Regions from separate parts of the Oryctolagus cuniculus genome. Here region 2 is linked to region 1. The links are chromatin contacts, called in public Micro-C maps. All regions are on one chromosome and are shown on one strand. The core of a region is the stretch at or near the end of the contact, and the rest is flanking DNA. Distances in the headings are between cores, read along the strand shown.

Region 1 (5,516 bases), core at 1,916-4,415:
CAATAAAATAAAATTTCGTCAATTCTGGGTTAATTTATGCCACTTAAAAACCGATCTTCAATTGAGTATTCTGGTTGTTTTCTTTCGAAAATGCTTGGTATATTTGAAAACAAGCAGGAGAGTTTGTCCCAGAGAAACTTACCCACTGTGGCACTAATGTTCTCCTGCCTTGGTCATCTCTCAGGTTCGAGAATCAGTCATTTAGCCTTAGCTGCTTTGTCCATTGGGACGCAGTTTGCCAAGAGGAAGCACTTAACTTCTAAAGAATAGCAACAAGAGTGGGTATTCTTAGAAATCTCTTGATTTTAAAAGCTTGCCTTTCTCTGTCCAATCTTGTCAAAGCCCTCGTAAATGTGGCACAGTCCTTTGTAACAACTGATGCAGCCCCAAATACTTGAGGGTTAGGTATCCTACTTAGAATGCTTAAAATAACATGAACTTTGCTGTTTGTTAAGCAAATAGTCTTTAGGCTACAGTTTATCTTTACACTTTTTTGAGAACAGGCTCCTATACAGAAACAGAAAATCTGATTAATTCTGACACCCCAAAGTGGTGATTCTTAAACTCTGAATTGTCTCCCTGTGTGTTTATTAAAATGCAGATTCGTAAGCACTCTACCTGCCCCAGAGTCAAAGGTAGGGTTTTTTTGTGTTTGTTTTTCACTGCCCCTGGGGACTCTGATAAGCTGGTCTAGGAATCTTTTTTTTTTTTTTTTTAACACTGCTGTGAACTCCAAAAATGATTCAGTAAAATTCAACCTTATATACTGGACCTCGCTCATAATTCTTGTTTTTGTGTGGTTGGGGGTGGGGAGAGAAACTCCTGCACCCATCGGTTCACTCCTGAAGCAACAGAAGAGGCTGGGGCTGAGCCATATCTCCCTTGTGGGTGGCAAGAAACCGGTAAACATTCTGAGTCCCCGCCACTGATCTCCAAGGTCTGCACTAGTAGAAACTGGAATCAGGAGGCCAAGACAGGCATCGATCAAGCACAGGTTGTCTGATCTTGGACTCAGGTGTCTTAACTGCTAGGTCAAATGCCCTACCTCAAACACCTGCCTCAGGCTCATAATTCTTTTTAAACATTTATTTTCCAAGTGCTTGAAAGGCAGAGAGGGAGAGACAGAAAGAACTGAGATCTTCCATGTGCTAGTTCACTATTCAAACGCCAGCAACAAGTGGTGCTGCACCAGGCTGAAGCCAGAGCCCAGAACCCAATTGGGTTCTCCCATATGGGTGGCAGACACCTAAGTACTTGGACCATCACCCGCTGCCTCCTAGGGTGTGCATTAACAGGAAGCCGTATAGGAAGCCACAACTTGAACCAGGCACAATGATACAGGATGCAGGCTTTCCAAATGGAGTCTTCACTGCTGAGTGAAACACTCACCCTATGCTTGTAATTCTTTATGTGAGTCAAATTGGGGAAAATTATTAATGCTATCGACTTAAGTGACATAAAAAATTAAGGCCTTATTTTTTTGGGGGGAGGGTGCAGCTTTAGGTTTACAGAAAAACTGACAGGGAAAGTACAGTATCCATGTAGCCTGCCACCCCTTCCCCATGTCCCATATTACTGACACATTGAGTAAATTTGGCACATTCGTTACAACTGATGAGCCAATACACTGGAAAGTGACTTGAAATGACATGGCCAGGATTGCCCAACACATCGGTGGCTCATCTGATGCTGGGAACAAAGCCACACGCTCTCCTGAACAAACTCCCTGGTAATCTCTCCCGCAGAGACGTGTGCAGATTAATACCATAATGACTATAATTGTTCTGCTCCAGTATCTCAACCTAAGTGGCCACGGGACTCATTTGACTAAGCACTTCGGTTGGCGCCTGGGATCGCTGCTGTTTACCTCGGTCCCAACTTAACTTTCCTGACAGCCCGGGACACCACCTCTAGTGGCTTCGAGCCTTAAGTGTGTAAACCTGTGAAACAGAGGGATGGCCCAGCACGATAACAGCGTGAACTAGCTAACACTCTGCCTCTTTCCAAAGGCAACCGGGGGCCGCGACAGAATTACTCTGGAATGAGCTACGAGGACGCTTGAATGCCCAGGCCAGGATTACAGAAGAATGTTTCACTCATTCTGACACAGGCTGAAGATGCACACTTTAAAGCAGCAATGAGCTTCTATACTCCCGACGGAGAAGACAACATGCTTCATTCTCCTCAAGCGTCTTCAGATAACCCCCCCAAAAGCGGGCACCTAACGGGGTGGTGGCGCAGGTGCATTAAGACGGCTTGGAATGGAGTGAGGGGAGCGGCTCGGGTTTCCGAGCTGTTTTAAAGGTTGAGTGGCCGCTGGCAGGTTCCCTAGAGACAGCCTCCCACGCCCCTTCGTGGGGAAGATCCGGTCATCTTTGTCCGCAGCGCGCCGGGTACCAGTGCTTTTGTGCCAGGTGCGCGGGTGACCATACCTGGGCCGCCTCGTACCCGCGGCCTGGCCACGTCACCTTTCTCCTAACTCGTCACCCACGGGCTCTAGCTCAGCCTCGGGCCAGGCGCCATCAGGGCCCACCTTGCCGGGCTCCACCGCAGCCCAGGTGAGTCCCCGGACAGGCTCGGGGAAGCCGGACGCGGCGCCAGGCAGTCGGCTCGTTCACCTCCCCATCTGTTTCCTTTAGGTCCAGAACAAGGGTTGCTTTTTGAGGGGTGCTGCTCCTGGCCACGTCCTCTTCCAGTTTACAAAACCACACTTCCTCGCATTATGAAAAGGGGCTGCGAACCTAAGTGCAGGAGACAGAAAACTCCGCACGGGAAGCCGGCTTCCGGAAACTCTCCTCAGGCGCGTTCTCCTCAGGCGCCGGCGACGCCGCGGCGCGCGCTTCCTTCCACGGGAACCTCCGGCGTCCCGAGCCGAGTTACCCGAGGTGCGCGCTCACTCGCTCCCAGGGTTTGCGGACCCCACCCCAGCCCCGGCTAGGTGACTGTTCCGGTCTCCACCACAGCAGAGCAACCTCCCACCCACGGCCAGGTGGAGAGGTGCGAGGGGGCCCCGGCAGCCGCCCAGCCTTGAGGGCCGGAGGAGCCGGGTGGGCGGGGCCTGAGCGGGAGGCGGGGCCGGCCGAGGAGCAGCGCGGGGCGCGGTTGGCTGAAGGCCCGGGCTCCTGGAGGGGCGGGGCCTGGCGCGTGGGCGGGGCCGCGCTGCCGTCCGCGAGTCTCGGTGCGGGCGTGAGCCGCCTGAGCCCGGCGCCCGACTGCTCACCGCGGCGCGCCCGCGCGGGGAGACGGCCTCAGGCTCGCTTTGTGGCCGGCCGGAGTGCCCGGGAAGGGGGCGCGCTCGCCAGCTCCCCGACGCCCTCCCCCAGCTCGGGGCGGGGGGGAAGGAATGTGCCACCAGCTGTTCCCGGCCCGCGAGCGCTCCGTCCAGAAGTGAGAAACTCGGAGGAAGCAGAGACAAAGGCTGCGGTGGAGACGGATGAGTTAGGGACTTGGGTCTGGGCGAACAAAAGGGGGAGGACTTCGAGGACGGGGGTCTGGCCATGGCTGCGGGGCAGCCCCGCGCTCTGGCGTGGCTGGCGTCCGCGCCGTGACACGCACGGTGTCCCCGGACCTGCCGCGGCGCGGGCGAGCGTGGAGTGCCCGCCACGATGGACAACTTCTTCCCCGAGGTGAGTGCGCCCGGCCGGCCTGGGAGCCTCTCCCCCAACACACAGCCCCGAGCCTGCGGTGATGAGTAAGCGGGGCAGGTTTCGGTTCGCCCCGCGCGCCCGCAGGGGCGCTCCCCATGCGCGGGCGGCCGGTCCTTGGGGGCCCGGGTCGGGCAGTTGGCCCCCGACGCCGGGGGGCTGGAAGCCCGGGAGTGCTCCGCGGGGACGTGCCTGTCTCCGGGAAAGGTCTGCTCTGGCATTTCCTCTGCGGAACGTGCCGGCTTCCTGTGCGGGTGCGGAGCGCTCCCGAGGAGCCGGCTCGGACCTTGCGGTCCGGATCCTGCGCTCACCAGCGAGGGCTCGAGCAGGGGGTCGGGGTGACTCCAGAGAATGGGTCCCCGGATCTAGGGTTTGTGCTGTCGGCCCCTGGCAGAGTCGGAGTTCGAATTTTCAAGCAACTTCCTTTAGGGCACACGGTGGTTTTTGTAGATCACGCTGATGTTCCTTTTAGGGTGACCGAGTTATTTGAAAGTTGACTTGGGAAGTTTTTTGTTGTTTTTTTTAAATCCTGGGATCGAGAGTTGCTCTGGTTTCTTGGCTCCCTTTCCTTTCTTGGTTGTGTTTATTTAATAAATTCTGTTTAAGTTTGAGGTTTGAAGTGGCTCAAAGTAAACTTAGTTGACTTGAGGGAGACGGATGGATTTTCATGGAAAGTCAGGGGGTGGGTGCTCCGTGCATCCAGCACAGCCTTGGAATCTTCCAGCCAATCAGTTGCTGAGGGTTTGCCTCGGTGTGGACCTGCTTTATTTGACTTGATTGGAGGTAATATTTCAAGTCACTCTGCTTTCATGACATTCTCAGACAACTGCTTATGGTGGCCAATGTCATCAGTATGTTCTCATGCAGTAGCGATATTTCATTTTTCAAAGTGGTGCCTCCAGTGTTGACTGGGAAATGTACCTCCATCAGTGCTTATCCTTACTTTCTTCAGAGAAGTGCATGTAACTGTGAGCTGCTAGCATTTGTAGTCCATGGGCCTCTGTTTCCACGCATGTAAGAAGGCACTGGACTTTTTGGGAGATGGAAGTTGTCCACTTGTGAAAAACCGTCGGGCTCTCATGTTCTTTTTCATCTCTAAGTAAGCTGAGGTTCTGCCTCTAGGGTGGCTGTGCTTGGCTCCTTTAATGCTCCCAGTCCCTTAGAAAATCCGATGAGAACACAGAGTTTATATACAGAGTGTTGGGGTTCCAGTCCACTGGAAGCCTGGGGACCTCTGGGGTCTGTGGCTGCCCTGGGGAAGAGCTCTGCCCCCTAGTGCAAGTGGGGGGAACTTGAGGGCTACGGTTGCCTTTGCACAGCCCATCTGACCTCACTTTCATTCCCCTGTGGGACCTTGAAGTACTCTAGTTTTTGCACTTAGTGCGGTTCAGAGTAAGGAGACTTGGCTGTTGTATTTTATTTCAGTGATAAACATAATGTTGAAGTTATCCTTTAAGCATCATGTGCTCCATGCTCTTCGTTTTTTTGGATGAAGAATCTTAAAGCTGTTAAGACACATGCCTGAGACTGAGAGCTTGTTACAGAATCCAGAGCCCTTTTCCTTGGCTGCCGGTGGCTTTGGAATTTCTCAGAAGTTTTCATTCATTCAGGGTTGGACTTTAATCTGGTGATGTCTTGGTATTACCACGTTAATTTTCCCATCTGCCTTCTCAGTTCTACCCCTGGACATGGTCACTTTGAATAGAAAGGAAACAGGAGCAAGTCTGAGAGGCTAAACAGTGGTGTGTTAATTGGAGATGCATCCTAACATAGGTCCAATCTCTCTCTCCCTCTCTCTCTCTCAAAAGGCATTTTTTGTTAACTTGCCCAGTGCAGAAAATGTAATGTACTGTTCAAGTGGATACAGTAAGT
Region 2 (5,516 bases), core at 1,785-4,284, 200 kb before region 1:
TCTGCTGTGCCCAGTGTGTGATGTTCGTTACAGCAACCCTAGGACACTAGTATACCCCAACTCAGAAGAGGCAGGCATAATCCTGGGAACACCGTGAAGATACATCACCGAGAAAGCACATGGCTTTAAGGATTGTTCTGTTTTCTTCCTTTCTCCCTTTTTCCTCTGTCTTCCCAGCCCCAACATTCTAACTTTCCTATAAAATATTGTTTTATTTCTCTCTAAATGCATAGCTCTTCATGAATCCTGGAGACCCATCCACTTTTTTTCCCCGAGTGCATTTTTAGTTCTCTGCAAATAGCTAAAAGCTTCACAATCCAGCCAGCATTTGAGTTTGTAGAATCGAATATGTAAAATCGAATATGTAAAACCTTGAGTTGCTGAAAGTATTTGCTACAAACATTCCCTTATTTCTCATGACAGCTTAAAAAGAAAAGATAAGAAAGCCAGCTATTTTCAACCTCAAGAAACACAAAGGTTAAGCATTTTGTCCTAAGCCACACCATCTTTCAGTAGAGAACAAGCTTGGAAGACAGATCTCCCAACTTCCTATAGAGCTGCTTTACAATGTCATCCTACTGTATTTTATTCTCAATTATCCATCTGTAAGAGAAGAAGGAACAAATCCTCAAAAATGATGATTAATCGTTGCCTTTCAAGGGACACACATTTGGCAGAGACGTTAAGACATTGCTTAGGATGCCTGCAACCCCTATTGGAGATCCTGAGTCCCAGTCCTGGCTCCGCTTCCAGTTGTAGCTTCCTGCTAATGTGCACTCTGGAAGGCAGTGGTGATGACTCAAATGCTTAGGTTCCTGCCACTCACTTATGTGGGAACCTTCTCAAGTTCTGAGATCCTAGTCCTGGCTGTTGCCAACAACTGGAGAGTGAACCAGCAGATGGAAAATTCTCTCTCTCTCTCTCTCTCTCTCTCTCTCTCTCTCTCTCTTTCTCTCTCTCTCTCTCCTAGTTGCACATGTCACTGGGGCACACATCTTAGCTTATTCTGACTTCCTCTGTATACCACTGTCATTCAGGAAGCCTTAGACAGCCACACACTGAATCCTTCTGCCACCACCACTCTGCCTCTCTAAGATGGATGCCTTTTAAAGGTCTTTCCTGAGCCAGAACCAAATCCCTAGTAACAACCTCCTTGGATAGCAAAAATCCCTTACCTGTGCAGAGTTCAAACAGACTGCTGAAAATACGAAAGAAAAATTAAAGGGAAATCAAAGAAAACCCTGGAAGCCCAAAATAAAGCCAAGTTTGTTCCTCAGCCTGCACGTTCTCCTGGACCCTTGAACCAAGCTCCAAGCTCACACACTCAACGCAGGTGATGAAGACCCCTTGTGACCTCCTTGCTTCCAAGATACTGAGTTACTGCTGCATCAAACATGTCACTTCACCTCCTTGCTAAACTCATATCCCTAGAAAACTCACCCCAATAATGGACACCCCAGATAAATCTCCATGTGACTGAGTGATGGTCAGCCTCTCCACCTGAGCTGTGGAGGGCCCAGGCACTAGGAATGGAGAAGCCCTACAGAGACCCTTATACTGGAGGAATTATGGAAAACATGGGCACAATGAAAGCAAACACTCTGACCATCGTCCAACAGTTCCAGGCCAGGGCTGCAGATGGCAAGGATCTAACGGACTGCAAGGAAGTGACATAGGCAGGGAGAAGCAGGTCGGGTGAGGAGGACACCCAGACAAGGAGGTGGGTTCCAGAAAGCAGGACAGGCATACGATGGAGATGCCTGTCCCAGCAGTGAGGGAACAGGAACATGTGTGTAGTTCCAAAGGACACCGCAATTTCCCAAGATCATGGTGAATTTGGGAAGGAAAGCAAGCAGGTCAAATCTGATCACAGTAAACGTGCATCGTTTAGGCCAGAAAGATGCTAACCACTCAACACAAATCTTCTCATTTCATCCACAGCACCCTATGCAGCAGGAAGCGCTGCTATCCTCTGTAAGCGAACAAGTCTCTGCAGTTAAGGAACTTGGCCAAGGTCACAGATGAGTACAGAGTGGATAGTGAGGATGAAGGTGTGGGGAGGAAAATCATAGACTATGAAATACTCAAGAGGGAATTTTTTCAAGAGGAGAAAGAGTAACCGTTTGCAAATGATCACAAAAGTGTTAATGCAATGCTGAGTCTCCAGCCCAGCAGGTGCTATGTGGAAGGGAAGAAACCGGGGTGTTGTGGAGAGAGAAGGATTTCAGGGAGGGTGGCTGCTCTCTGAAGACTGCAGACACAGAAGAGATCATCCACCAAGGAATCATGACCCCCGACAACACAATGGAACCAGTAGTATGGGAGGAAAGGAGTGGCAGCGTCCACGGGAAGGACCCAGGGGCAGCAAAGGAGACATTACCAGAGGGCCAGGCTCCTCGGTGACGACAGGATGACAGGCCACGTGGAACTTGCCGGTCTCCAGGGTCCCCACACGCGTCCTGTTGTTCTCCTGTCCTCTGAGCTGCCAAGGCACTGGGACGCTTGGCCCGTGGTCAGCTGTCACCACACCAGGTGGAATCCTTGGGGCCACAGGTAAGATGGAGGAGGAAGGAGCTGTGCTGGGCGCTGCTGGCGGCTGGGAGCTGCCTGGCCTTGCAGGAGCATTAGCTGATCTAGGAAGCTTACTCTGGCATGACAAGGGAAGTCAGTAATCTCCTAAAGGGACATTCCTCCTTGCCCCCTGGAAAAGCTGACACAGAAATACTTTGCTTTACGCATCGTGGTATGTGCTGCCTGTTGGGAAGCGGTGAGATGAGGCACTCCCCCGAGCAGCAAGACCTGTGGGAATTAAAGTGTTTTAGGACCCAAAGCTCTATCTGTGGCCCTAGGTGCAGCAAGAATTATGTGGCAACCATGTGAGTAATCGCAAACTCACCACTTCCAGGCTGGTTTTCTAATCCTCCACCCTCTTTTTCGGTCATATTTCTATTTGGAAAATTCTCCACCAGGCACAAGCTGTGTCATAGACTTGCCCAACCTTCTTGTACTCCTGCCATCCTGGACCCCTGCAGGGCTGGATCATTAAAACAATTTCTGAGTTCCAGAAAAACACTTAAAAAAAAAGCCTCCTAGGAAATAAGTTTGAACTTACTGTAATTTCTGCTTCTGTTTAGTGTTCTGTGAAGACTCCTTCAAGCTGAGAACAGCCCAGTGCTTGAGCCATAATCATTTCTGTTTCCTTTTTCTTCTTTTCATTAGGAAAAGTTCCAAACATGCACAAGAGTATGGAGGGAAGAACGAAGATGCTCTGTGGATCCATCACCCAGAGTCAACATTTGACAGTCATCAACTCATGTTCACACTATTCAGTAGAAGATAGCAACCAAGGGAGGAAGGAAGAGGAGAAGAAATAAAAGAAAAAAGAAACATAAAACGTGTTGTACAAAGTTAGAGCATATTCCCTGCTCCCCGTGTATTTTCCCTGACTTTGGAACCCATGTTAGAACAGTTCTCAGTGCAAATTACATAGAATTGGTTTGGCAAAACTCCTCCTAGATTTTGAATTTCAATTACGATTTCAGGGAAATCATTACAAACCTTGTTAAGAGAGGACTCTGTCGCATTGTAGCTTACTCTTCTGAATGGGACTCTAAAACAAAACCGATTATTTATGCTAAGCTCACAATTTACTTCTTGGGGATTTTTAACCACATGCAGCAAATTCCAGTAAGAAGCTTAAAACATTTTCCCAGCTAAAAAAATACTGGGGGGAGGGGGGTACAAACAATATTTGATTTCTGAAAACTCCAGCCAAGTCGTGAAATGTGAAATTCCACATTTCAGATGGCTTAAAGCAGAACCCATAATGGGTTATCATTTTAGGATAAACCAATGGAGACAATTCCAGAGGGAGTCAGAACTGGCCCCTAAGTAGACAGGAGAAACATCAGCCAATCTGTTGGGAGCTTAGAGTATAATTCATTCTCTCTCTCTCTCTCTCTCTCTCCCCATCTCCCCTCCTTCTCCCTCTCTCTTCCTCTCCCTCTTTCTAAAACATGACTGATTGAGAACAGGAGAATATCTGGCATCAGTATTAACAGTCACACAGCCTCTTGCTCAAGTCCTGTTTTTGTTAGCAGGTGAAAAGGAAAGGGAAAACAGGAGCAGTGGGTACCAATTTTAGCTCAAGATCTAGACCATGTCATTTATTACAGAGTCATCTGAAACTGCCCATTGTGGCATTTGGTGAACTTAAGTGACTGCCCCAAAATACTGACCACGTCTACACGCAGCAAACAGGGCTTGGCGAGACATTCAGCAAGCAGGGTCTGAGATCTTGGCCAGCAGCATCTCTACCTCCACGTGGAATCCTCAATAGAATAACATACTTACGGCAGACACATCTCTGAAATGACTGCAGGTACACAGAGGAAGGGTGTGTGCATAGCTTTCACGTGCACACACACCATACACAAACGGAAATTAGGTGAGCCAGTCTCAAAGGGCCTGAATGCCTGGTGGGGGTGGAGGTGGGGGTAACAACTGCTTCATCACCTTGCCCTGCCCTCAAAGGTAAGTCAGATATCCAGGGATAGAACAGCTTCCTCAAGGTCTGCATTCCCCTGGGACAAACTCCCATTCCTGGCCATCTGCAAAAGCACAAGAGCAAAAACACCGTCCTGCGGAGAGTTAGTGGCCTGGGCTTTGTCCCCACTGCATCAGGAATGAGCAGTGCTTTAGGTTGAGGGCCTCATTTTCTTCCAGTCTGACATAAAGAGAGGAGGTAGAACAGATCATTTCTGAAGGTCTTAAGACAGCTCAGCATTCACAATGAATCCTAACACACAGTAGGGTCTTGCATCAGCCAGCATGAATTCAAATCTCAGCACTACGCATCTAAGCTCTGTGACTCTATGAATGCCATCTGACTTCTCTAGACAGAGGAAATCCTACAGCACAGGTTCTTACAAAGATTGTAGTCTTTGAACATCTAAAATGCTTGACTTGAGGCATAGCTCATGATGCTAAACCTTCCCTTCTATAATGCTATGGTTTCAAACCTCATGAAATCTGAGAAGTTTGCTTGTCTGCAACACTACTAGATAATTTAGCCTAAAATATTTTCTACTGGGGCTAGCTCTGTGGCCTAGTGGGTAAATCCTCTGCCTATAGTGCCGGCATCCTTTATGGGCACTGGTTCGAGTCACAGCTGCTCCACTTCTGTTCCAGCTCTCTGCTATTATCTGGGAAAGCAGTAGAAGATGGCCCAAGTCCTTGGGCCCCTGTACCTGTGTAGGAGACCTGGAAGAAGCTCCTGGCTCCTGGCTTCAGATTGGCCCAGGTCTGGCAGTTGCAGCCATTTGGGAATGAACCAGCAGATGGAAGACTCTTTCTTTGCCTCTCTGTCACTCTGACTTTCAAATAAATAAATAAATTTTTTAAAAAGTATTTCCACTGTAACTCATTACGCACTAAAGCACAGAAAGAATGCACTTTTACATCAAACCTCATACAAGTATTGCATACTCCATGCCTTATGTGAGACATTTTAGGAA

Evidence for each region. Hi-C and Micro-C count contacts between places; a contact is called where the count stands out from the background.
Region 2: a Micro-C map of ear pinna shows a contact between it and region 1, with 3 times the contacts expected there. The contact joins the promoter of BASP1 here to the promoter of MYO10 in region 1. A contact is called at or near these places in 4 of 6 Hi-C or Micro-C datasets (ear pinna, embryonic fibroblasts, skin fibroblasts and 1 more).

What each region holds. Positions count from the first base shown.
Region 1 is chr14:46,042,706-46,048,221 of mOryCun1.1, reverse strand. It overlaps MYO10 (myosin X), which reads left to right and starts at 3,165. Exons shown (of 39, transcript XM_070056609.1): 1 at 3,165-3,626. The coding sequence starts at 3,606.
Region 2 is chr14:46,245,681-46,251,196 of mOryCun1.1, reverse strand. BASP1 (brain abundant membrane attached signal protein 1) reads right to left here and starts at 3,034. Exons shown (of 2, transcript XM_070056613.1): 1 at 2,897-3,034.